Regions from separate parts of the Mus musculus genome. Here all the other regions are linked to region 5. The links are chromatin contacts, called in public Hi-C and HiChIP or PLAC-seq maps. All regions are on one chromosome and are shown on one strand. Each heading gives the region's core, a stretch centred on a gene start, on an enhancer-like site or on the middle of the called end of the contact. The rest is flanking DNA. Distances are from core to core; before and after follow the strand shown. Region 1 overlaps Akt3 (thymoma viral proto-oncogene 3). Region 2 overlaps Akt3 (thymoma viral proto-oncogene 3). Region 3 overlaps Sdccag8 (serologically defined colon cancer antigen 8). Region 4 overlaps Sdccag8 (serologically defined colon cancer antigen 8). Region 5 holds the start of Zbtb18 (zinc finger and BTB domain containing 18). Region 6 overlaps Sdccag8 (serologically defined colon cancer antigen 8).

Region 1 (4,039 bases), core at 153-2,652, 290 kb before region 5:
ATATGCAACAAGACCTTACATGTTTAAAATGGCGAGAGTATACCAAAACTCAAAATAAGCAATCTTTCTTATTAATTCTTCTAGCAGTTTCTTTTTTAATTAAAAATTCCTACAGAGTTTTAAAGGGGAAATTTAAAAACTGAGGCTCTCTCTTTTAGTCATTTCATTCATACTGCTATTCAACTTTTACCAAAAACTGAAGTATTCTTAAAAAAAAAAAAAAAACTTGGAAAACCTCTATATAACATCACTGTATCATTCAATTATCTGAGATGAAAGGAAAACATTTGAATAAATACACTTACTTCTACATATGTACCTAAGAGGATTCTAGATATTCAAAAATCTAAGACCTAATGCCACAAAAGGCCAAGGGGGGAAAAAAAATCAACTCATTAATGCTTGATGAGGATTCCAGCCATTAAAAGACACAAAAACAAAGAGAAAGAATATTATTTTTAAAAATAAGGCCAATGTAACTCACACCTCCTCTCTCTCTGTCTCTCTGCCTCTCTCTCTCTCTCTCTCTCTCTCTCTCTCTCTCTCTCTTTCTTGCAGCACAGGGAACATCTGGGTTTAAAGTTTTATAGAATTACTCAAGAAAATAAATGTGATATTAAGTTAATTAAGTTACTCTAGTAGTAAACTATAGAATAAATCAACCCACTTTCAAATGATAGTTTTAAGTGCTGCCCAGTTAAATTGTCAGTGGAATCATTAAGAAGATGGTAACTGAACTAAAAGATTACTAATCAAAAGTTTTTGTTACCAGTTAGAAATTCACATCAAACATTAATGAACTGGGTTTTCTACTGTCTTTGTAGAAAAGTAAGAAAGTTTATATTGCCATTTAAGAAAGTTTTTTTTTAAAGCTTAGACGTGAACAAGAGAAGGAAGAGGAAGTATTACACTCCTAAACTAATTAACAAAATCAGAGGAGGGGGACATGCAGGAAAACAATGATAATTAGTATGTACCCTTGGTTAACCAAATGCACACATACATTCATTCTGTATATGCACAAACATCAGCAGCATCATAAACCGTCTCCAGCTCTAGCTATTATTCAGTTCGACATCTGCACATGTTTATGCGTCTCTCCAAACAACCTCTTGAACACCCTGCTGGAGCTGTCATTTTTTTCTTCTCCCTATCTGGCAGATGGCAAGTCAACAATCGGCATCAACAGCAGCCGAATATCTCCCCCTTTACCGCCCCCCCCCCAAAACAGACACAATAATAACTTCTTTGTGCTTCCCTACAATGCAGCTGCTTAAACCATTTCGTTACAAGGCTGCTTTGCCTTAATAAAAAAAAAAAATCCCTTCTGTCAAGTCTAAAAAGCAGCATAATGTTAAGCAAGCTAAAGCCACAGCACAGCTGCAAACGGGCAGACACATTGACAGCTCCTCCCTTAACAAAGCCCTGTGAATTGAAGGGGTTCATCTGAGGCTCACACAGTAATTAGTATAAAAAAAAAGTCCGACAGCCTCTATTATGCTAAGGAAAAAAAAAAACTGGACAGAACTGGGCTGCTGTTTTGCGTCAAGAGTTCTGTTGCAGAGTAGATAAATCATGTTGGGTTTTTTTCCTCTCTTTTTAAAGACAGTAATAAGGAGGATGAGAGAAGCTAATTTGAAAACTTGGACACAGTAATTGTACCATATGGTGAGCATTTATCCTTTCTGAAATGCACGCTAACAGTCACTTACATGCATACTGCTTTGTTTTACAGTTGTTATTCTCTCTACCATATTCATAAAATGGATTTGAATATCTGATACCAAGAGAAGTTTTGTGTAATTAGCAACAGAACTGCCTAGGTTTAATTTATTGGCCTAGCACAGCAATCTAGTAAAATGCAAAACAAAATTAAACAATGAGTCCACTTTGTAAAGTGTCTTTCTTAACTCTTAAAAAAAAAAAACTTAACAAATACAAGTTCATTGAAGTGTTTTTAAGTTGTTAGTAATTCAGAAAATTCCAACAAAATAAAGTATGATAGTGGATAAGATTTCTACAGCAACCTCAGAGATAAGGCCTCCATGAGAATGACCTTTTACTAATCTCATCTGTTTAATTTCATTAATGCACATAGAACTCTCACTCATACATATTAGTAAACCTAGAAGAAACACTTCCTTCTATGTGCCCTAGAACTGTTTTGTTTTGTTAGAAATTCTGCTATTACATAGTACTGTGCCAAGCACTGTTCTAGACTGACAAAATACAGTATAGAATAGTTTTCTCACTCACTCACTCACTCACTCACTCACTCACACACACACACACAAATACATATATAATTTATGCTTGATATGTATAAACTATAAAAATATAAATAAGCATATTTATGCTTAGATATAGATACACTCTAATATTTTTGTCCACTTCAAAATTCTTTAACATCTCACTGCTTAAAAAAAAAAGACTTTAACAGCATTAATAAACTGTTATCAAGCTCTAACATCCAACTTTTCTTTTGACAAAAAAAATAAAAACCTAGAAAATTATGTTCCATTAGTTTACTGGTTTAAACACTGGTAAATTTACTTTAATGGGATCAATGTTCCTCTTCAGATAGTGTGTTTACCTAACTACTATCATCTATGTTCTAAACACATACTATTCAACTAGAACTCATGGGAATCCTCAAAGTTTCTAGGGAAGTAAAAGCAGCCGTCTAAGCGACTACAATTTGCTGCAAGTATCCTTCTGATCAATGTGGGGGACATTTAAAGTAAAATTTTTAAAGAAACATTATTCCAACAAACCTCCTCCCCAAAAAACTCTAACTAGACTACACTTTGAAATATATTTATCAGTGATAATACTATCCCAACACTCTAGAAGATTTGGCCTATTCTAGAAATTAGACATAATTATAGTCAGAAGAAACAAGGAACTCCATCCAGCAAATACCAACAATCAATTTCTATAATGCATTTCTACCTTGGCTTAAAAGACATAAAATTTATCCTTTACTACTGTATAGTAGCTTCCCTTAATGATACTATTACTGGGTCATACAATCATCTCTGTATATTGCTTTACAGTTTATTAAACACTGTCAAATATGAATAAATCTTAAAAGTTCATTATGTTGGATTACCACTGGTTTGTTGTTTTGTTTGGAAAATACTCACCAGCAACATTTGTGATCCTGTATATTTTCTATATTGGTAAATACAATTACAGTAACAAGATCAAGACAGTATTTGGTATTATACAAAAAAGGTATAAATCCACTAAAGGGATAAAATGACTTCCTTTCTAAAAATATACAAAGAAACATTATATAATAACTAATCTAGTATAATTGAATGTCAGAAAAATGAATAACCTTGTTTTAAAAAACATGTTAAATGCCCTACAGTGGGTAGAAGGAACTTATAGAGCTCACTTCCAGCAGGAAGACAGCACATCGGGTAAGGGAGGGGGTTGCCATCCCACAGTCAAAACTCTGACCCATAATTGTGCCTGTCTGAAAGAACTGCAGGGATGGAAATGGAGAAGAGTCTGAGTAAAAGAAGATCCAGCAACAGGCCCAAAGTGGGATCTAGCTCACGGGGAGGTCCAAGGCCTGACACTATTACTGAGGTTATGGAGTGCTCACAAAAAGAGACCTATCACAACTGCCCTCTGAAGGACTCAATAAGCAGCTGAAAGAGTCTGATATTTGCATTCAACCAATGGACAGAAGCTGCTGACCCCTATGGCTGTATTAGGGAAATGCTGGAAGAAGCTGAGAAGGAGGGGACCCTGTAGGAGGACCAGCAGTCTCAATTAACCTGGACCCCTGAGATCTCTCAAACACTGGACCACCAAACAGGCAATATATACCAGCTGATATGAAGCCCTCAACACATATTCAGCAGAGGACTGCAGAGTTTGGGTTCAGTCAGAGAAGATGCACCTAACCCTCAAGAGACTGGAGGCCCCAGGGAGTTTTAGAGGTCTGGTTCGGTTCAGAGAGGGCTGGAGGGTGTGGACATCCTTGAAGAGACAGGGGGTGGTGGGAGGAGGTATGAGATGTGCA
Region 2 (3,514 bases), core at 427-2,926, 320 kb before region 5:
CAAACACAGGATGAACCTAAAGACATCTGGGCAGTTATTCACTCTTCCATAGAAGAATTTTTCCCTCTTTGAAGTTTAATAATCTAAGAATTCAGTAAAAAGATATAAAATATCAGAGACCATGGCTAATGGACAGAAAAACTACTTTACTCAAAGTACCATGTGACAGTATGTGTTTGTAGTGGTATTTTTCAACTCAATGTGCATGTATTTCTCAACAATGTCTTCTCAATCTATGACTAACAGAAATGAGTCATGGTAACTTTTAATTTTTAGTTATGGTTATACCATCCTTAAAAATAATTCCTAAATTACATTTCTATTTCACTGCTTTTTGAAGATAACTTCATTCAGAGTCCATATTTGATCTGATAAACACAAATTAGAATAAAGGTCAAATGTTGTTATCCACATCCCTTAGTACTTTATAAATTTCCATTCTACATGCAATGGCTACTCAACAATGTAAGTAATGATTTTTATATTCTAAATCAATGAAAATTGAAGATGAAAACGGTATGCTTGCATAGATTTTAAATATTCTCCAAAGACACATTTTAAATGTTTGGCATTTAGTCTGGAGCTCTTGGGAGATGGTAGAAACTTCATGAGATGTGACCTGTGTCTTTTGGTTATTGGTACCATATCCCTGAAGATTGTTATAAGAACCTGGTCCTTTCTCCTTTTGTTCCCTGGTCATGAGAAAAAACATTTTACTGTGCTACTTTTTCACCATAAACCAGTACCTCACTATGAGCTCAAAGCAAAAAGATTAACCTCTAATGCAGGAAACCCCTCAAACTAGGAGCAAAAATAAATCTTTCTGCCTTCAGTGGCTTCTTTTATGCATGTTTTCACAACAGGACAAGTATATAATGCACTGACTAACATAAGATCCTAGTATGATGGGAGGGAAAAGAATAACATTTAAATGACAGCAGAGTACTGCAAGATTTTTTTTTTATATAAAAGAATCATTCTTTTTAATTATGTGTATGGAGGGTATGTTCCAGTGAATGCAAGTACTCATGGATGCCAGATGTGTCACTCTCCCTGAGTTGGAGTTATAAGCAGGAATGAGTCACCTGACATAGGTGCTTGGAGTTGAACTCAGGTCAGTATGTATGCAGTCTTAAATACTGAGCCATCTCTTCAGCCTTGAATCACATAGTTTTAATCCTGGTATTTAAATACCATTATCTAGGAAGATAACCTTAAACAAATCACCGACTCCAAAGGCTTCATTTTCTTATCTAAAAAGGAGAAATTTACATAGTATGCGTTCAGATATTCAAGAATAATTATTAAAGTCATAACATGTAGACTCTATAAGATTAAACTATTTTACCTTGAATAACTCAGACGAATAAGTAAGACATATTATTCATGAACCAGATAACCAAGAAACAAGGTGATAAACATACACACATATGCACCAAACCCCAGTTTGAGGAAAGCAGAAGAATAGTTTTAAATGAATCAATGAGGAAAAGAAATTTTAAAATTAATTAGACAAAAGAAAATTACACAGGCAAATAGAAGATGAGGACCTGCCAACCAGAAGCCAAGACAAAGAGCAGAAGAGCAGCAAAGTTTTCACGGAGTTATAAACAGCTCAGCACTGCCGAAGCAGAACTGCAGAGCCGAAGAGACATGGAGCAGGAGCTGAAAGGAGCGGCCAGATTGAAGAGATCCTAGTATGAAACATTAAGGAAGCTGGATGCCATCCAGTAGGCAATGAAGATCCAAGGCAGAGTTTTCCTGGGGAGAATGGCATAGTTAAGATGTAATTTTAGAAAGATCCTTCTGACAGACAAGTGAAAGAACATGAGTGGCACAGACGAGACGCAGAAATCTAGTTAAGAGTATGCATCAAAGACTAAGAGAGTGAGTCATTCCAGGAAAATAGTTCGAGGCATACATAATAGGTTCGAACATAAGAATAAAATCAGCAGAACTAGGAATGGATTGAGAGTGTGGTAAAGATGTAAAGGAAAGCAAAAGAGAGGGAACAGACCAAGATTTCTACTCAAGCAGAGACAGAACTCAAACACTGAACAAAGGAAAATAGGCAACTGTCTTGAGGTCAGCCTAGGAAAAGTAAAGGCTAAAAAACACATAGGGTGGCAATAATTTTCAGTGAAATTAATATGACACAATTCTCAGGAGAGCAGCCTGGTCTGAATACATGAAAAAGTGGGAATAAGGCACACAGTTTGTAACTAAGGTTTTATAAACAATATAATCCTGTAGATTCAGGCGTAATGTACAAAGTGTGAAGTCCTTGGCTAGATGTTTATTAAATACCAAATTATACTTCCTGCAAATAAGAACACAGAGGAACCTGACAGCACAGAGGGCAACACCATTCCAAAAGTTTGGTCAGTAGAATGAAATGCAACTCAAAGCCAATCCAGAAAACAAATTAAAGCTGAGCTTAACAAAGGATTTTAGCCAAATGTGTTACCTTGGCATTTGAGGAAAACGTAAAAGCAAGAAGGCCATTTTCAATGTTTTCTTGCTTGTTTCCCCTGAGCCAGGACTAAATCTAGTAAAGACTTTCTGACTTTCCTTTAAAGCAGGTCTTAGTCTCTCCTTTGACAAATGTCTTTCCTATTTCTGAAACAATCTTGAACTCTGAAGGTTTCAAGAGAAAGTTCTCAACTAACAGGCCATGTTCAGTCCTTTCCAGCCTATTACCATTATATTACCCATATTACCTATCATATTTTCCCATGATTATCTACTTTTACATTAATACACATGTCATAAATGTCATCATGGGGGATGATGAAGTAGGAAGGTCTCTGTTAGGTTGAAGCCAGCCTATATGACATGTTCCAGGTCACTCAGGACTATAAAATGAAACTTTGGTGGGAGTACCTACAGCACAAAAACATGTAAGTCTTTGAGTCTTAGTTTCCAAAGTCTAAATTAAATAAAATTAATGCTAGACAGATGTCTACATATATTTTCTTTTGTTTATAATGTCCTTAGCCATGATGCTGACATAGGAAGAAAAAAATGTTGACTTTCCATCACCACTAAATATGAGGTGGCCACTAGAGAAATCATCAAAAGTAGTTTCAATCAAATAGTAGTTAAGTGGTATATTTAGTGAGTATAAAAAGCTTTGGGTTTTTTTTCCCTCCCTGGTACTGCAGTCTGAAACCATGCATGCTAAGCATATACTCTACCCCTAGCCTGGACAATGTTATTAAGAAGTGAAGAAAAATCAATATAATGAATATTGGGAAATAAATTTTAAAATCCTTCTGGTTCATATCATAATTTTTCCAAATGAGTAAAAAGGCTATCTCTTGGAAATTTTATTAAAGTCCATATACAAGTATACTGTTCATGTATGACCACACACATATACACATTAGTACTTATATGTGCACATGTGTGTGAAGCCAGGTGTCACCTTCCTCAATCACTCTCCACCCTGCCCTGTGAGGTAGGCTCTCAATGAACCTAGAGTTTACAGATTATACTGTGCTGGCTAAGCCAT
Region 3 (4,042 bases), core at 1,168-3,667, 470 kb before region 5:
GTGGAGGGTATGGGCATGGGACTGTGTGTGGCCCTGATGCAGCAGTCCTCCCTCTGCTCAGGCAGAGCTGAGACTGTGTGGGGCCCTAGGACTGACCACAGTCCCCAGCGCCACGCTCTCCGTGTTCCTTTGGTGATGCTGAAGGAGATCAACACCTTTCCAGCTCCTAAAAGATGCTGGCTGTGTGCAGGTGAAGACTCGCACTTAAGGGGAGCAGTTCCTGCTGGTGGTGGAGAGTTATCAGATTAAAGTGTTTGGCATTATGATATCTTGGACATTTCTGGACCATTGTTTCTGAGAAATTTAATTGGTTTAAAATAAATATTATCTATAAAATAATTTTTATGTGAACATGGACAGGTTCACTTTCTTCTCATCCATGTGAGCGAATAGCAGTTTAAAAAGCAAGTGTTTTAAGACGTTTCGTATAAATATCTAACAGCAGCATTAAGTACCCTTGATTCACACTTAGTTTATGCAGTGCTAGGAATGGGATCCAACCCAGGGCTTCCTGTGTGCTAGACAAGCACACTACATCCGCAGCTCTTGATACATAGAATTTTAATCATCCATCTAGTTGTTAGGAAACTCTGGGTTCTTTGAGATTTATAGACTGAGATATGTAATATAGACTTCAGACTTTCTTTGTGTTGAAGTTATTTTACACAAGCCAGGCCAGCACTTAGAAGAGACTAGTCTTGGCTCTCACTGGAAATAGCTTATGGCCCCTAGAACTGCTGAACTTGGTATAGGGGGGAAAAAAAGCCTCAAATTCAGCTTTCTTCCACTATAGAACTGCATTTAAAACAGTTTACCATCAGGAGAAATCTTTAGTTTTTGGTTAAGACTCTTAAATTATATTCTATACATACATTTATATGCATGCCTATATTAATAAGGCCCATTTTCCTTGGCAAAAGAGGTGCTTTTCAAGTCTAAGATAATTAAGAGTTTAAATTTTCAATTCCTAAAACATTACAAATAGATGTAAATCCATGATGCTTGTGTTTGGGTTCTGAGTCGTGCTGTAAAGGAACCAGTTTGTCATATTCTACCCAGAGGTAATATTTACACCTACATCTACAGCATTGATGCTGAAAGTTTGTGGAAGTCATCTAGACGGCTGACAGTCTGAGGCAGATGTATGACCATAGCTGTGGCATCCGTGGCTATACCTTAATTGTAAAAGCCATGTGACCATCTGAGTATCAAAACGCTAATGTCTGCCTACACCCCTGATCCTCAGTATGTGACTTCATGGATACCAGATGAATGTCAAGGAGATAGGTCAGACAGTCAGTATGTGACAGAAGGCTGGGATGTGTCTGCAGCAGTTTCCTGAGGTGGTCTTCCCTCAGCTAATCAAGTGGGCTGCAGCATCCACGCATGTTGCGATGCCACAGGGCCTTCTATTCCTCCTCAGTCTTCAGGAGACACCCCTGCTCTTCATAGCTAACCTGTTCTGTATGCAGCAGGCAAGGGGACAGTGCTGGCTGCAGGTGCTCTTCTACAGATATGGCTCCTGCTTTTTGTTTCTTTCTTTGTTTGTTTGTTTGTTTTAAATAAATTCAAATTAGAATCTCCATTCACAGAACTTTCTAACATTAAATGTTAAAGGTAATTTAATCTTAGAGAAAAGCTCCCTCTCTTTTCAGACTGCAAGATCGATTCTTGAGACCACGTTGGTCTCCCTAATTTATGTAAATGTTTGGCTGTCTACCTCCACTTAGAGCTGTTAGAGTTTTTGCTGATTTGCTTGGCATGTCTCCAACCAAATAGTCCATTAACATTCCAATCCTTTCCCAATAATTGAGACAATCAATTTACATAAAACAAGGCACGATTATAATTTTATGTACAATTTAAATTCTATAGAAAATAATCAGTGCAATAAAGAGGGACACTTATTTTGATGCAAAGGGGTGTTTTTATAGTCAGTATTAAACAAATCTTTGATGTTTTCAGACTCCTCCCTGCATTCTCTTGAATGGAGTGCAGCTCTGTTGCAGATTCCAATGGAGGATCGAGTGAGGGCCGTGGTGCTGCCTGCGTGGTAAACTGTGACTTCTTCTCAGAGCCATTTATTTAATGCAGAGTATGGGCACAGAAGATGGTAGCATGTTTGCTACTTGCTCCGAGCTACTTCTTGTGAGACGGACAGGACAGTCAGCAACCGCGCGCTGAGCTTTGTTTGTCTTTCCCAGCCTTAGTGAACCGGACACAGTCATCTTCGCCTGCTGCCATGGACCAGGGCTTGTATGTTGAATTCTAAGAAAGAAGGTGAAGGGAATTTGAAAACTATGTGTAACACGGGGCAGCATCCCGTGTAGCATGCCTTTGTGTGGAAAGCCATTCCAGGGAAAGCCTCAGACCCCAGCCAGAAGCCTTGCAAAGCAGCCTGGCAAAGCTGCGGCTCTGCCTCAAGCTACTGTGGTTCTTCTCCCTTCTGAGTGCTTAAAGAGGCTGGTGTGTCAGTCAGCAAATCTAGAACACTGCAGAAATATTATTATGAAGAATGCAGTAAAAAATAATGACAAGATAGAAAACAAATCCTGTCAGAGAAGGGATATATTTGGCCTCCACTTGCTGTGTCTGTCTGTTTCCACGAATGGTCCAGAATAGAAACCGGATGTTTAAAATCGCCCTCTCTTCCTCTCGCATGCTCTCCCCCTCCTGTCTCCCTTCCTCTTCAGTATTAGTAGGCTTACTATTTTTATTATTTTTTATTTATATTCCTAGTTTTCAATATTTGCCATTTGTGTGGATAACACATTAATTTTTAATGAAATATTTTGAGACTCTTAGAATAGCTGAATTATAAAAGAAACTTGAAATGTATATAGACTCCAGGCAGCATATGAATTAATATCCCATGGGGTTAGTTTGCTTCTGCGTGAATGGCAAGTGGCGGTGCTGGAGGATGGTGGGAGGTTAGATGCAGGGCCGATGTTTGTGCAGAGTCCAGTTGGCAATGATGTCAGCATAGAATGCCTTTAAGGTGCTGCTTTAGTTGGTCACTAGTGAACGAGATGTTCACTTAATCTGCTCTTAATTTCCTTTCTACCTAAAAACCCATATTTTAACAAGCCTCACTGCTGGGCAAAGCAGTTCCTGTGAAACTTGTATGAAATGCTCTGTTGTTATCTGTCTGTCCAGATTATTGTAGGCAGGCCTTGTGAGGTGTTGCTTCACACTGAACCCGACCTAACTTCAGTTTGCTTCTTTTTGAGAACTAAAGACTTGATGGAGGTTTCTTTGGTAGCTTGTTCCCTCTGATCCATCAGGTCTCTGTCTTCTATGGCTCCTGGATTTGCATCGGAGCACTGTCCTTGCGAGTCCAGCCAGGGCTGTGGCTGTGGCTGTGGCTGTGGCTGTGGCTGTGTTTGGGATTCGTTTTAGAGTTTAAACTGAGACAAGTAGTTTCATTTTGTTGTTGTTGGGTTTTTGTTTTTGTTTTAATTCTTTCATTATTATTAAACAAAAGTTTTCGTATATCATTAGAGCCTTAAGATATAATAAAGTAGATTCCTTTTCATTCTCAAACAAGTATTTTATGTTGAAAACTTAAATTTCATTTTAATCATTTTATATAGGTGGCTAATTTTGTATTTTCTTCTTAATGAACATTTCTAAATTATTTTACTTTCCTCCACTTTACTTACTGTCAATAATTTTTATATTCTCCCCTAAATATTTTTTATCTACTCTGTGCCTCTCTTGTGCTCCTGTCTCCCACACTCACTCCTCAGCCCTGTTCTCAGTGTATGCACACCGTCCATGAGGAAACAGAGGCCTGCCAGGGAAGTCTGTTTTCTGACTTCTAGCCTAGTGTTCTCTGATGCCCTCACTCCCTCAGCTGTGAGCTCTGAGGGTGCAGCGGTGCTCTGGACTGGTGCAAATAAGCAAGAGAGAAGTACTGGGTGGGCAGGAGTCTGTGTAAAACACAGAGAGTCGAGACATGTTTCTCTGTACTTGGATAACCTGTTCTAAGCACAATGTTATTTGGGTTTTTTTTGTTTGTCTGTTTGTTTGTTTGCTTGCT
Region 4 (3,829 bases), core at 415-2,914, 490 kb before region 5:
TGGTAAGCAAGCACACTGTTCCCAAGCTACTCCCGCAACCCAACTTAGATATTTTTTTTCATGGTTATGTATACGTACTTGGATTTTTATAGTGTTTATAACTTAAAACCATGAAAATCAGGAACAAAGGCCAAGATAACCATTAGCATAATAAAGGATACAAATAAGTCAAGCAGTTCTACAATCTTCTGTTGATATAGGCGATGGCATTTTAGTCTATTTCCAAGTTTTTCAGGAACACACAAAAGCTGTCTTTAAGGCCAGTCATTTGGGACACTGAGGAAGAAAACACGCTTGGTATAATACATTCTTAACTTTCACAGCAGCATACAAAAGTAATTAGGTTTTTTTTACATATGAATAAAAAGCATAATCATTTGAATAGCTTGTGGGTAGGAGAGTTAGCGGCTTGGCCTACGTATTGCTGTTACACAGTGTCTAGAGTCTTTCTTACAGCCATGGTGATATTTATAGTTGCTGTTAAAGAAAGTTCAGGCTTGCTGGATAGAGACACATGCACCTGCAGTGGGGAAGGCAGGAGAATTTCCCGAGCTGAGCCGAGGAGTCCTAGGCCAGCCTCGGCATCAGAACAAGAGTCTGCCTCTTAAAAGAGAAGGAGAGGAGAGGTGAGCATTGCAAAGGCTAGGGAGGGAAAATTAACCTTTAAATTCCTGTAGAAAAGTAGACATTCTTGGGATGTAATTGTTAGACCGAGAGCTAGGGCTAACCTGTAACATGTCTCTGGGCCCTTGCTTTCCGTCTTTAATCTGCCTCCCAGGATACTAGTCTAGTGAACTTGAACCTCCGTACCTCTCAGGCCCGACTGCTACTTTGTAAACGAAACATGCTCCTTCCTATCTGACACATAGATGGCACCCAATGCATATTTATTGAATGAGTGATAAATGAGTGGGAAAACAGGTGTGCTGCTATCCTCCACATGCTGGTCTGACTCCTGGTGCCAGCCTGTTCCTTTGTGGGTGACAAGCACTGTTCAGGAAAGAACTCTTTGGGATTCAGAAGGAACCAGATTAGAATCTTGGTTTGTCAGTCATTTTATTGTACATGTAACCTTGACCATGTTGCCCGGTCTCCTTAAACCTCAGCTTTGTAAAAGTGCCTCTAAAGTCATGTTGCAGAATGGTTATAGGATTTAGAAGTACATTTAATGACAGGAATGAGAAACACAAGTATGCGCTCGTATACACACACACACACACACACACACACACACACCCTTTGACAACCTCAGGGTGTTGGTTGCAGGATTTACACCACACCCAAAGCCACAAATGACAAATGCTCACATTTGTAACATAAAACAATGTAGTAGTTATATAGAACCTGTTCATATTTTCCTACGTATTTCATTTTTTAATTTTATTTCTTATTTTTATGGTGTTAAAAATGAGGCCCAGGACCTAATACTTGCTAGTCTAGTAGCCCAGCACCGAGCAACACCCTAAACCCTCTCCCACATAGTCGAAATTCTCTCTAGGTTACCTATAGTTGCTAATACGATGTAAATCTATGAGATGAGTTATTAAACTGTACTGGGTGGAAGCTAACCACAGGAAAATACTCGTGCTCAGTATAGACCCAGCATTCCATCTGTGGTTGGCTGGGCTGCAGAGGAACCCACAGCTGGGGAAGACAGCTGTGAGCCCCCGGCACAGTGCTTGCTCACCCCACATTAAGGAACAGGGGCTGATCTATCAGCTCATGCAAACTTCACTAACTGGGCAAGATATGAGTAACATTTTCTAATGGGCAAAAGTCTGTGATGAAAATATGTAGGGCTAAACAGAACCCAAAAAAGGTGGCGCTCACAACTTAGTGGGTCAGGCTGTAACACCTGGTTCTGAGTCTGAGGGATTCAAATAGTAACATACAGAATTCTCTTGAGTTCTTCAAAGCTCAGGCCTTCCAAGTAGTGAACATGCCATGAGTTATATGTTTCAAAGTTGTTCTGTGCTTCACAAGATAGCAGTAGAGGCAGTGAGTGGCGGTTAAGGGCTCGTGTTTGTATGCTTTCGTTTCTCCTCAGTCTTGCCTTGTTCCCCCCACCCCCCAGTTCCTAACTTCACCCTCTCCTTTATGCCCATTTGACACTCGATTTGGATATTATCTTCTGATGTGAAACTACCTATACATCCCCAAAGGACCAAAGCATAATGTAATAAGACCTGTGACGTCTGTGTGCTCTGTGCCAAGCTCTTGGGTTAAGTCATTTCTGATGGCCTTTGAGGTTAAAAGTTCTCACTGGGGAAATTCAGGCTCCAGAGTAATTATTTAATCCATGTAGTGGTTTTGGTCCAGGCTATTCTCAAAGTACTATAATAAATCTTTAATAAAAATAAAACATGGGGTTTTTTGGTTGATAATAAAAAGATATTTCCCCCTTTCCTTGCTAAAATTTCTGTAAGCCTTTTTCGTTATTCAGAAGGCCACACTAAACAAATGGATTCAGAGCATTGAAAATGTGCTTTTTCACTTACAGATCTGGGCATTTGACTAGAACCATGAAGAGTCACTAGAGAAGTGCAGTATGGGTTCACCAGGCCCACATAGCCTGCTTCTGCTCAGGCTCCTTCAAGTCTGCTTTCTGAAAATGTATTGTAATTGTATGCGTATGTGTGCATGTGCATGCATGTGTGCATGCGTGTGGTGTGGTGTGTGTGTGTGTGTGTGTGTGTGTGTGTGTGTGTGTGTATTTCTCCCCAAGTAAACTGTACATCGCATTATGACAGTGAAGACTGTGTCTGTCTCGGAAGCCTTCGTAGCCATCAGCCCAGTACTTAGCAGTGTGAATACTCCATACTGTGAAAGTAGTGGTGCTTGAACCCCCGGGGGTTAGGAATGGCATGTCCCATTTTAAAATGAAGACTGACATCCTGGTTCATATCATGCATCTTTTATAGCTTGTTTTTAACCATCAGGCAAAAGAATTAATTCCATTTTGTTTTTAATTGGCACAAGGCAGACATTCTGGCTGGTTTTAGTTGAACATAAACTTTAGCTACCCATTCCCTCCACATTCTGGAGTACACTGAGAGCTTATATACTTACAAGGTTGCTGGGGGAGATAAATGAATATACTTAAATATCTTTGATACAATTTATTTTTCTTTGTCAAAGTGAAAGAAGTAAGTATTCTCCCTAGACATTTGGAAAATCCACATTAAAATGTTACAGGCACGTTTGCACTGTGATCTAAAACCTGTTCTGGGACAACCTAGGGAATTTTGGGTGCTGGCTAGAGATGAGCCGGAGCCCATGCCGACAGAGTCAGTGCATGTTGGAGATCAAGCATACTTCGGCTAGGTCTCAGCCCCCCTCTCCCTCTCCTTGCCTGCTAGAAGGACAGGAAGGAGCAGAGACCTGGCTCTGTGTGATTTTGCTTCTCTTCGTTTTCCTGTCATTGTGACTTGCTGAGTTGCTAGGCCTGTGGATTGATGTCTAGCACTGCCCATTGTGTATTCGTGATTTGCGTTTTGTAATTAAGAGGAACAATGGGAGTCCATGGGGTCTCGTTATATATAATGGTTGGTTTAATTTGTTTCACTTCTATCTTGTTAATTGTAAATTGATCATTAAGATTTGAATTCTAATCTGTCACCAGGGTTGTGAGTATTGCGCTAGAGTAATGATCCTGGTTTTAATCACTGATGATGAGAAACAAATTTTATAATTTTGGTACATATTGCAGTTCATATATTTTAACACTGTATTTTATGGTGTTATAAATATTGTTAAATGACTTTTAGTGTAGTTTTACTATGCGGACTATAATGTATAAATTATATTACTGTTTTGGCAGCAGTAGGTA
Region 5 (3,990 bases), core at 912-3,411:
ACTGTTAGCTCTGCTAGCAGGTACACTGTGTAAAACCGTTGTTAGAGCTGTGATTTCGTTCTGGATGCCATAAAACTGAGTCTAAGTTTTGATGGATAATCTGAATCCCAGTTTTCTTACAAATTTATGATTTGATATCCTGACATTAGCAGGTACTTTATATCTATTTATCAAGAGGTTTGTTAACCCCTTATTGTTAGCTTTTAATTGGTGAAACATGGCTTTATAAATATAAACATCTTTTTCCTTTTATCCTCTTGAATTCTCCATGAAACATATAGATTTCTTTTTATGTTTCTTTCTTTTTCTTTCTTTTTTTTTTTTTTTTAAGTATTTCATTCATCTAGAATACTGGTAGGCACATGAGGTGGCTCAAGCCTTTAATCCCAGCCCTTGGGAGGCAGAGGCTGGCAGATCTGTGTGAGTTCAAGGCCAGCTTAGTCTACATGTGAGTTCCAGAACAGTAAGGACCATCTAATGCAGAGACCCTGTCTCAAACAGCCAAATCAAACTACAACAAACACCACCTGTAAACTCCCAAAATGTCTAAACAAATTGAGAGTGGGTCTTTCTTCTGGGAAGCACGGGGGGGGGGGGGGTAAGAAATTCGGGTTGAATCTGAGGATGCCCCTGAGGCCCGCCCTCCCCCCCCCGCCCTCCCCCCCCCCCCCCGCCCCCATCCATCATGAGGATTTAAGAGATTTGAGGAAAGAGTAGAAACCATTACTGTTTCCAACAGAATATCAAAGTTTTGGGAACTTGGCGTAGTATGTGTGTTCATTAGCAATTCAATATGTCTGATTTGCCCACACAATTACTTTCAACTTCTTTACTAGTTTGTCCTGGAAGAAAGAGAAAGCAGATTTTGCTCAGCTGCAAGGTTTCCTGGTGAGTTGGTTAGCAACCAGGCTTGCCAGTCAGCGTTCACATAGCAAACAGTAAACACATTTCATTTAGACAATTACTAGTGTGTTGACTTCCTCGCTATGCACTTTTCTTATTGTCTTGAATCATTCTCTCCCCTGCTTGTTACTCAACTTTTTACTTGTGTGTTATTCTTGCCTTCCATTATCTTGAGGGCAGAAATTTTCTACATTTCCTCTTTGCTGGTTAGGCACAAAGAACAGGTAAGGAAGAAGTTTATCTGAAGGGAGAGAGGTGCAACACAAAATAAGGTCTCTCCCTTCCTTACAAAGCCGTGGCTCCTTACGCACCAATTAAGGAACAGACTAAAGCGTCTACAAGTATCAATCTCACTGGAAAGGTCTAAGACTGGTCTCGGGGCAGTGTCTTTGCTTGTCACGGAGAGTACAGACGGGACGCGGGGATCGTGAAAAGAAACGCAGCTGCAACTTGAACAGAGGACGCCGGGGAAAGGCGCCTCTCACAGCCGCTAGGAGCTTGTAGCTCGCATGCACCTGGCGACCGACTCGGCAGGCCGGAGGCGGCGCGTCCCTGAGGAGAACGGGGCCTGGGCGAGCACCGCAGGAGGGCCAGACCCAGCGGCCCCAGGCTGGCCCTGGCCAGCTGCGGCCCCGCGCGCTCGGCCTCCCCGGGACACCTGCCCCGAGAAAAAGTATACTTATGGCCGTCGCGGTGCACGCGGACTCGCTCGCTCCACACCCCCAGAGCGCGCTTGTCTCCAGCCGGGAAGCAGGCCCCTCCCCGCGCAGCTGTCGCCGCCGCCTGCGGGCTCCTTTCACTTTCTCACGGCCAAGTCACCCAGAGGGGAGCCACTGCCGCCGCTACTGCCGCCGCCGCCGCCGCCGCGGTCCGCGAGCTCCGCCCCTCCCCGAGAAGACCACGCCCACCCAACAGTCGCCGTCTGCGATTGGCGCGCGCAAGCGGCAGCTCCTGACCGCCACTCCTATTGGTCGAGCTGCCCCGTCAGTCCCGCCGCTTCTCCGCCCTCCCGGAACACCGCGCTTCTACTGGGCGCCACCGAGGCCGGGGGCGGGCCAGAGACCGGGGCCCGCCGCTTTCGCTCAATCGCTGAGCGGCCGGCAAGGGGCGGCCCGGTCGGGCGGGGCCACATCTGGGCCGCGCCGCCGCGTGCGTGCGTGTGCGTCGTCCGCCCCCCGCCCGCGCCCCGCCCGCCCCGCCCCCCGGCCCGGCGCCGCGCTCGCCCGCCCGCCCGCCCGCTCCCGCCCGTGCGTCTGGCAGGCTGCGGCCGCCGCTGGGCTGCTGCCATGGGGAGCCGTTGAAAGAGTGGGGCCCTGTGGCTCGGCCGCGCGCCTCAGGCTGCCAGCGCGGGCGGGGGGCGGCGGGGGCGCGCGGGGCCCGGGCCGGGGCCGGCGGGCGGGCGGGGGCCGGCGGAGGACGCCCACAAGTCCAGCGGCGGCGGCGGCGGCAGAGGAGGAGGAGGAGGAGGACGCGGCGGGGACGCGGCGACTCGGGCCGCTCCGTGTGAGTCCCCGCGCCCGCCCTGCCCCGCTGCCGACCGTGGGCTCCCGCCGGGCGGAGTTAGTTAGTGTGGCGGAGGGCAGGCGGTGCGGGCTCGCCTCGCCTCGCCTGGCCGCGCTCCCCGGCCGGTGCAGCTGCGGCGCGGGGCGGACTCGGTGCAGCTGCGGCGGCGCCTCCCGGTGCGGAGGGCGGGCGGGCGGGCGGGGGAGGGGGCCGGGCCGCCGCAGCTGCAGCGCCCGGGACGGCCGCGGCTCCGGGGCCGGTGCAGCTGCAGGGCCGGGGGAGGGGGAGGGCGCGGCGCCCGGGTTGCGGTTGCCGGGAGGCCCCGGGGGCTGGCGCGCGGCGGCGGCGACGGGGGAGCGGTCGCCGCGCCGCTTCTTGCGACTTTTCTTTTGTTGTTGCCGCGACCGGGGTCTGTTTTCTCGGCCGTTGTGGAAGGTGCTTTCCTGCTGCACCGGCTCTCTGCCCTGCACCTTCTTCCCCGTGGTTTCACCCTTCCTCTTTCCCTGAAGTGCTTTATGCACCGCGAACTGCGGGAAGATTTGCATCTCCTCTCCCACCCCTGAACCTCACACACACACCCGGGGCACCCTGCCCCCACCTCTGAAAAACAAACCCCCTAACCTCACAGAACCTCCGAGGGTCCGCGGTAGCGGTGGACGGGTCGATCCGTGGAGTGGATGTCTTCGGGCCATTGCGGTGCTTGGGACTCATTAAACTGTCACTCACCCCCACCACCACCCCACTGGGTAAACTGGGTGATTAATGTCGGATATAGTGGAATGGGGCGAGGGCATCTGTGGAAAAGAGGGTGTGTGTGTGGCAGGGAAGTAATGTGTCTATCTGCACAGAGTGCCTCCCGAACGAGTTCAGAATTGTGTCATTCACCGCGAAGTTAGAGAAAGTTAGGTTTGTGACTCGTGAGCGAGAGCAGAACACAGTTGGGGTTTTGTTCTCTAGCTCCCTGCCTCTGTTTTCTAAGCGAGCCTAAGTGGTTGTCGCCTGGGTTGGGACGCTTGTGCCTCAGGCCCCAACTTCTTTTTTCTACTCTCCAACCTCCCAAGGGTCGGTGGAGATGTGTCTGATATTCATAGATGTCGCAGCACCTTGCAGGGCACCCAGCGACCCAGCCCCGGTTACATTAACATTACATCAGCCATTAGAAAAGATCCACAAACTGTAGCCAAAAAAAGTTCCCAAAGTCTACACTTGGCCTCCCAACCCTCCTGGTGATCACAACCCCTTTCCCCAAAGTTATAGAGACCAAGGGCAAGACAAAAGTGACTTTTCTGAGCAGGAAGACAAGCTGTGTGGTCAAACAACCATTCTAAGTGACTGTAGCAGGTTTTGTCAGTTTATTAATTTGCCTCATTGAACTAAAATACTTTCCAGTATTTCAGAAGTGCAGTTTGAGTTTGTTGATGCTGAAAGTGGAAATTTGCACTAACGGTGGCAGTGTGAACTATTTTCCTGAGAGGTAGATCCAGATAAATTGCTTAGGTAAGAGTAAAACAATAAGGTGAACCACGCTGAAGTAATAGTTCTTAATAAGTCTGCCAACATTTCGGAGATGTCTGCCATTATCTC
Region 6 (3,601 bases), core at 900-3,399, 430 kb before region 5:
GGCACATGGATCAACCCAGGCATACCAGAGGCAGCCACACCATGCAGGAACACTGGTGGGGAAGACTAGCGGGAAAGAGGAAGAGCAGTGCTCAGGCCCAACATGTGGAGGAGGCAGCTGTGAACTACTACTGAGGACTGAAGGACTTTAACAGTAGAAGAAAGGGGTGCTCGAAGATGGGAAGGTCTCATGAGAGTAATCAGATGACTTAGCCCAAATAAGTATCTATCTAAAATATGTGCTCACTCTGTCCAGTTAAGCAAGCCAGCAAGGCTGATATTATTGTCTCCATTTTGCAGATAGGGAAACTGAGGCTCAAACAAGCATATTCAGCTAGCAAATAGGGGCACAGCAAATGGAACCTAAGTCTGACTCCAGAGCCCAAGCTGTCCCCATTCAGGTTAGATAATGGCGGAAAAGAGCCCAGGTAAGTTGGACGGGTGGCACAAACTACTGTTCTTCTCAGCAACTTCTCCTCACATCAGAGAGGCTCTGGGGGTTTTGCCCCATTAAGCAATCTGTGAAGATAAGGATGTATACGGGTGCTTGCAGTGGTTAGTGGGGAAGCCTCTGGAAGTGAAAGGAAAAAAGACCATTTCTTATTCTCCATTCGAAAGGACCTTGAGCTGACAATCTTGACCTGCCTTGAACTCTGCCTATTCAGTCCTGTAAATTGCTTCAAGTTCACAGTTGTGAAAGATCCAAACTGGACACTGGGCAGAGGGCTCACACAATGGTAGAAGTATGCACTGGAGGGCTAGAGGGCACAGGTCAGCAGGGTCTGACAATACACTGACCACTATCTGGAATGTGTGTAAAACACCCAGTTGTGGTGGCTCCCGACACTCCAGGCATGTCTGGAAGCAGAACCCAGGCACCTCCATTTATACGCTATTGGGGTAATTTGTAAAGACAGAAAGAACCTCTTAGTTTGGAATTGTAGCCAGAAACAACTCCGTTTGAAAACCTTGGCCAAGGCATCCATGGCTCTCCTGAGCTTCTGTCCTCATCTGCTGCATGAGAATTAAGAGAACTGGGCATGTTAGGGTAGTGGTTTGCTCAGTGGGATCTTAGGAACTTGGTAGCCTGAAGTGCCCCATACTTGAGGTCACTCTCTCCCCTTCCTGAGAAGTTCCCATGGAGCCAGCAGTGACACCACCATCTCTACTGTGCTCAGGGCTCAGTGCAGAGTCCATCTCCTAGAGGAGGAACTGGATTTTGGTCATAACCCAGGTCTGTGGGCAGGTCCAAGGGAGATTTGGTTCATCAAAGTCCAAAGTCACCAGAGCCACCTTTGGTAACTAGGCTATTGTGACATATGATGGACTGGGATCTATGGCATGGTGAGCTTTGCCTTTGGACTAATCACCACCCTTTTTTTATGGCACACACAGATCTTAACATGGAACACGTATTTTTAGAAGCCTTTTCCTGAGTTTTAAAAGCTTGAGAATTTCCAAATTCACTGCACTTAAAAGAATATTGCAGGAAAAAGGTCTTCCTTTGCCAGTGGCAACACAAATGACTTGTCTACCCCTTGCTGTCTGGAGCATCTCTGATGGGGCTTTTTTATATTGAAATTCTACCCTGCGTGTTATTTTAAGATGACCACGGCGAAAGAAATTTGGCAGAGGTAATGGCTCCCTGTTGCAAATGCTGGGAGCAGTTGGAGGTTTTGCAAGCTCTTTGCACAGTCTCTAACCCAGTCCACTCTGGCACAAGTGTTACACTGGTCTCCATGTGCTGGCACTTGGTGGCCTGGGACTAATGTGAATCATTTTTTTGCCCAAAATAAACCTGAATTGTAAACTGATTTTTAAATGTGGAATCCTTGAAGTAAGCAAGTCAAAGTTTGACTGACTGTATGTATCTGGTTGGGGAAGAGGCTCCTCAGCGCTATGGAGGGAAAGGCTGTGCTCTGACCTGTCTCCACCTGGACTTCTGGGCATCTGAGGCTTATAGATGCCTTTGTGTCCAGTGTGGCAGTGGTGTGGCTGAAGGCCTCCATTTTCTCTGCCTGGATGAATTAAGCATAATAGCTTAATTTTGCATGTCAAACTCTGAAAATCTCTGTCTGCTCAGAACGCAAAAGAGAGTGGGTATTTTCTGACCCAGACAGCTGCTTGGGAGCTTAGTCACGTCCTTCAGATTGGCTCTATTTCCTAAGCCCTGGCCTGCTCAGAGAAAGAATGGTGGCCTCCAACAGGAAATGCCTTGTTTCTAAGCCTTGATTATTCTAAATGGCTTCTGTTTAGATTTGAGTCACACACAGTCTCTTGCCCATGAAGGGAACCTGTCCTGGTTGTAAGTGACTATGTACCAATGCCACTTTGGGCTGGAGAGCTTACACAGCTGCCATGTGGTAGGAAAGTGACTATGCAGGGTGCAGGGTAATCCTCCAGCTGGTTTATAGTATGCTCCTTCCTCAGGATTGACTAAAAATGGTGGCTTTCCTAACTTCTTCACTTACACTGGAAGGATGTGGACATGACCGTGCTGTCTTGGTCTTACCCTGGCGGTAGCCCTCTCAGCCTGACTCTGATATGAGAGCTGGACTAGATCCCTGTTCTCTCTCCTTGCCTGACTTGCCAGAGATGCCATAGTGGTAGTGTGGAGGTGGCTTGTGGGTAAGGACCATGGGGCCCAGGGGCAAGGCTTGACTGGGCAAAGCTTGGAGCAGAGTTGGGGTCAGAAGCCTAAACCCAAAGAGTAACATCTGGCCAGGAAGGGTGGGGCCAGCTGGCGAGGAAATTGTGGATTCTGTTCCTGGGGAGGATGGGTCTAGGAGAGGGAAGAGAACAGAAACGCTCTGTCCAGTGGGAGGGCTGTTTCTTCCATCAAGATGGGCTTGAGTTACTTACTGGGTAATGACTCTGGTTTCAGCTGCCTGGCATCCTGCAATAGCTGTCACCCTGAGCAGCCTGCCTGTTCAGTCCTCAGCATTCAGTCTGGGGAGGGATTCCCTTTGAGTCCCTTCTTATGAATCACTCACAGTTTAGAAAACAGAGTCGGAAGCTGCCGTGTCAGTGGTTAATCAGTTGGCCCTATGACTTTTAAGCATTCTTGGCAGAGAATGTACTTTCTAATTTGATTTAAAGTTGTGCAAGGATCGAGCAGCCATATGTGATTATATTCAAGATCATCGACATTATCTCATTACATCCAAGGACTCATTGAATAGAGTTGAAAATAAGCATGAGAGGCAAATCCTAGGGAGGGGTGGAGAGGCCTGCTTGTGAGTAGAAGCACACACAGGATTGAGTCTGGAGATGGGCAGCTCAAGTGAGGGTAGCCCAGACCCACTGGCTGGTGGGGAGTGGAGAGACAAAGTGGGGATCTAGAGATGGTCACTCTTATCTTGTCCTTTCTAGAGCCCAGGGGCTTTGCCTAGCTGACTTCAGGGCCCACACACAGTTAACTACCTGCAAGACAGATGGTGTCTTATGAATGGAACAGAAAATAGACTAAATAAAATAATTTACAAAGCCTCCTCCTGAACCAGGATTTTTTGGAAAGAATTCTAAATAGATGAAAACAAACAATTTGATTTCAACCAAATTGTTGTTTTTTTGTTTTTATCCTGATTTTCACCCGAATTGTC

What was found. Hi-C and Micro-C count contacts between places; a contact is called where the count stands out from the background. HiChIP or PLAC-seq counts read pairs in DNA pulled down with a chosen protein or histone mark.
Region 1: a contact with region 5 is called in an H3K4me3 HiChIP or PLAC-seq map of embryonic forebrain, with 4 times the contacts expected there. The contact joins the enhancer-like site here to the promoter of Zbtb18 in region 5. A contact is called at or near these places in 12 of 39 promoter capture datasets (the 3T3-L1 cell line, 3T3-L1-derived adipocytes, the C10 cell line and 6 more), 3 of 484 Hi-C or Micro-C datasets (cerebral cortex and cortical neurons), 13 of 115 datasets of contacts at active chromatin or transcription factors (the 230-238 cell line, astrocytes, bone marrow-derived macrophages and 9 more) and 2 of 9 other capture datasets (adipose tissue and liver).
Region 2: an H3K4me3 HiChIP or PLAC-seq map of forebrain shows a contact between it and region 5, with 3 times the contacts expected there. The contact joins the enhancer-like site here to the promoter of Zbtb18 in region 5. A contact is called at or near these places in 5 of 39 promoter capture datasets (the C10 cell line, the HPC-7 cell line, cranial neural crest and 2 more), 1 of 484 Hi-C or Micro-C datasets (cortical neurons), 12 of 115 datasets of contacts at active chromatin or transcription factors (the 230-238 cell line, astrocytes, bone marrow-derived macrophages and 8 more) and 3 of 9 other capture datasets (adipose tissue, embryonic tail and liver).
Region 3: a contact with region 5 is called in an H3K4me3 HiChIP or PLAC-seq map of the 230-238 cell line, with 11 read pairs. The contact joins the enhancer-like site here to the promoter of Zbtb18 in region 5. A contact is called at or near these places in 8 of 39 promoter capture datasets (the 3T3-L1 cell line, the C10 cell line, embryonic stem cells and 5 more), 1 of 484 Hi-C or Micro-C datasets (forebrain), 13 of 115 datasets of contacts at active chromatin or transcription factors (the 230-238 cell line, embryonic basal ganglia, embryonic forebrain and 10 more) and 5 of 9 other capture datasets (adipose tissue, embryonic tail, liver and 2 more).
Region 4: an H3K4me3 HiChIP or PLAC-seq map of forebrain shows a contact between it and region 5, with 8 times the contacts expected there. The contact joins the enhancer-like site here to the promoter of Zbtb18 in region 5. A contact is called at or near these places in 10 of 39 promoter capture datasets (the 3T3-L1 cell line, the C10 cell line, HPC-7-derived erythroid cells and 6 more), 6 of 484 Hi-C or Micro-C datasets (CD4 T cells, cerebral cortex, cortical neurons and 2 more), 11 of 115 datasets of contacts at active chromatin or transcription factors (VIP interneurons, astrocytes, bone marrow-derived macrophages and 8 more) and 4 of 9 other capture datasets (adipose tissue, liver, macrophages and 1 more).
Region 6: a Hi-C map of myocytes shows a contact between it and region 5, with 4 times the contacts expected there. The contact joins the enhancer-like site here to the promoter of Zbtb18 in region 5. A contact is called at or near these places in 6 of 39 promoter capture datasets (3T3-L1-derived adipocytes, the C10 cell line, cranial neural crest and 3 more), 3 of 484 Hi-C or Micro-C datasets (muscle stem cells, myocytes and neural progenitor cells), 9 of 115 datasets of contacts at active chromatin or transcription factors (VIP interneurons, craniofacial prominence, double positive thymocytes and 6 more) and 2 of 9 other capture datasets (adipose tissue and embryonic trunk).

What each region holds. Positions count from the first base shown.
Region 1 is chr1:177,149,314-177,153,352 of GRCm38.p6, forward strand. The region is part of intron 1 of Akt3 (thymoma viral proto-oncogene 3); the gene reads right to left. Among named protein-coding and RNA genes, the nearest start is that of Akt3, 97 kb to the right of the region's middle. Within about 2 kb of position 1,403, at least 80 of the 459 cell types and tissues checked have an H3K27ac peak or open chromatin away from gene starts, as enhancers often do. A contact at or near this core is called in the HPC-7 cell line, cerebral cortex, cortical neurons and 7 more, where this site is marked.
Region 2 is chr1:177,125,110-177,128,623 of GRCm38.p6, forward strand. All of the region lies in intron 2 of Akt3 (thymoma viral proto-oncogene 3), which reads right to left. Among named protein-coding and RNA genes, the nearest start is that of Akt3, 120 kb to the right of the region's middle. Within about 2 kb of position 1,677, at least 16 of the 459 cell types and tissues checked have an H3K27ac peak or open chromatin away from gene starts, as enhancers often do. A contact at or near this core is called in cortical neurons and forebrain, where this site is marked.
Region 3 is chr1:176,969,039-176,973,080 of GRCm38.p6, forward strand. The region is part of intron 16 of Sdccag8 (serologically defined colon cancer antigen 8); the gene reads left to right. Among named protein-coding and RNA genes, the nearest start is that of Gm15423, 30 kb to the left of the region's middle. Within about 2 kb of position 2,418, at least 13 of the 459 cell types and tissues checked have an H3K27ac peak or open chromatin away from gene starts, as enhancers often do. A contact at or near this core is called in the 230-238 cell line and pre-B cells, where this site is marked.
Region 4 is chr1:176,948,612-176,952,440 of GRCm38.p6, forward strand. The region is part of intron 15 of Sdccag8 (serologically defined colon cancer antigen 8); the gene reads left to right. Among named protein-coding and RNA genes, the nearest start is that of Gm15423, 9.5 kb to the left of the region's middle. Within about 2 kb of position 1,665, at least 43 of the 459 cell types and tissues checked have an H3K27ac peak or open chromatin away from gene starts, as enhancers often do. A contact at or near this core is called in cerebral cortex, cortical neurons, double positive thymocytes and 2 more, where this site is marked.
Region 5 is chr1:177,440,190-177,444,179 of GRCm38.p6, forward strand. Zbtb18 (zinc finger and BTB domain containing 18) reads left to right here and starts at 2,162. Exons shown (of 2, transcript NM_001355099.1): 1 at 2,162-2,406.
Region 6 is chr1:177,012,287-177,015,887 of GRCm38.p6, forward strand. All of the region lies in intron 17 of Sdccag8 (serologically defined colon cancer antigen 8), which reads left to right. Among named protein-coding and RNA genes, the nearest start is that of Gm15423, 73 kb to the left of the region's middle. Within about 2 kb of position 2,150, at least 111 of the 459 cell types and tissues checked have an H3K27ac peak or open chromatin away from gene starts, as enhancers often do. A contact at or near this core is called in 3T3-L1-derived adipocytes, VIP interneurons, adipose tissue and 3 more, where this site is marked.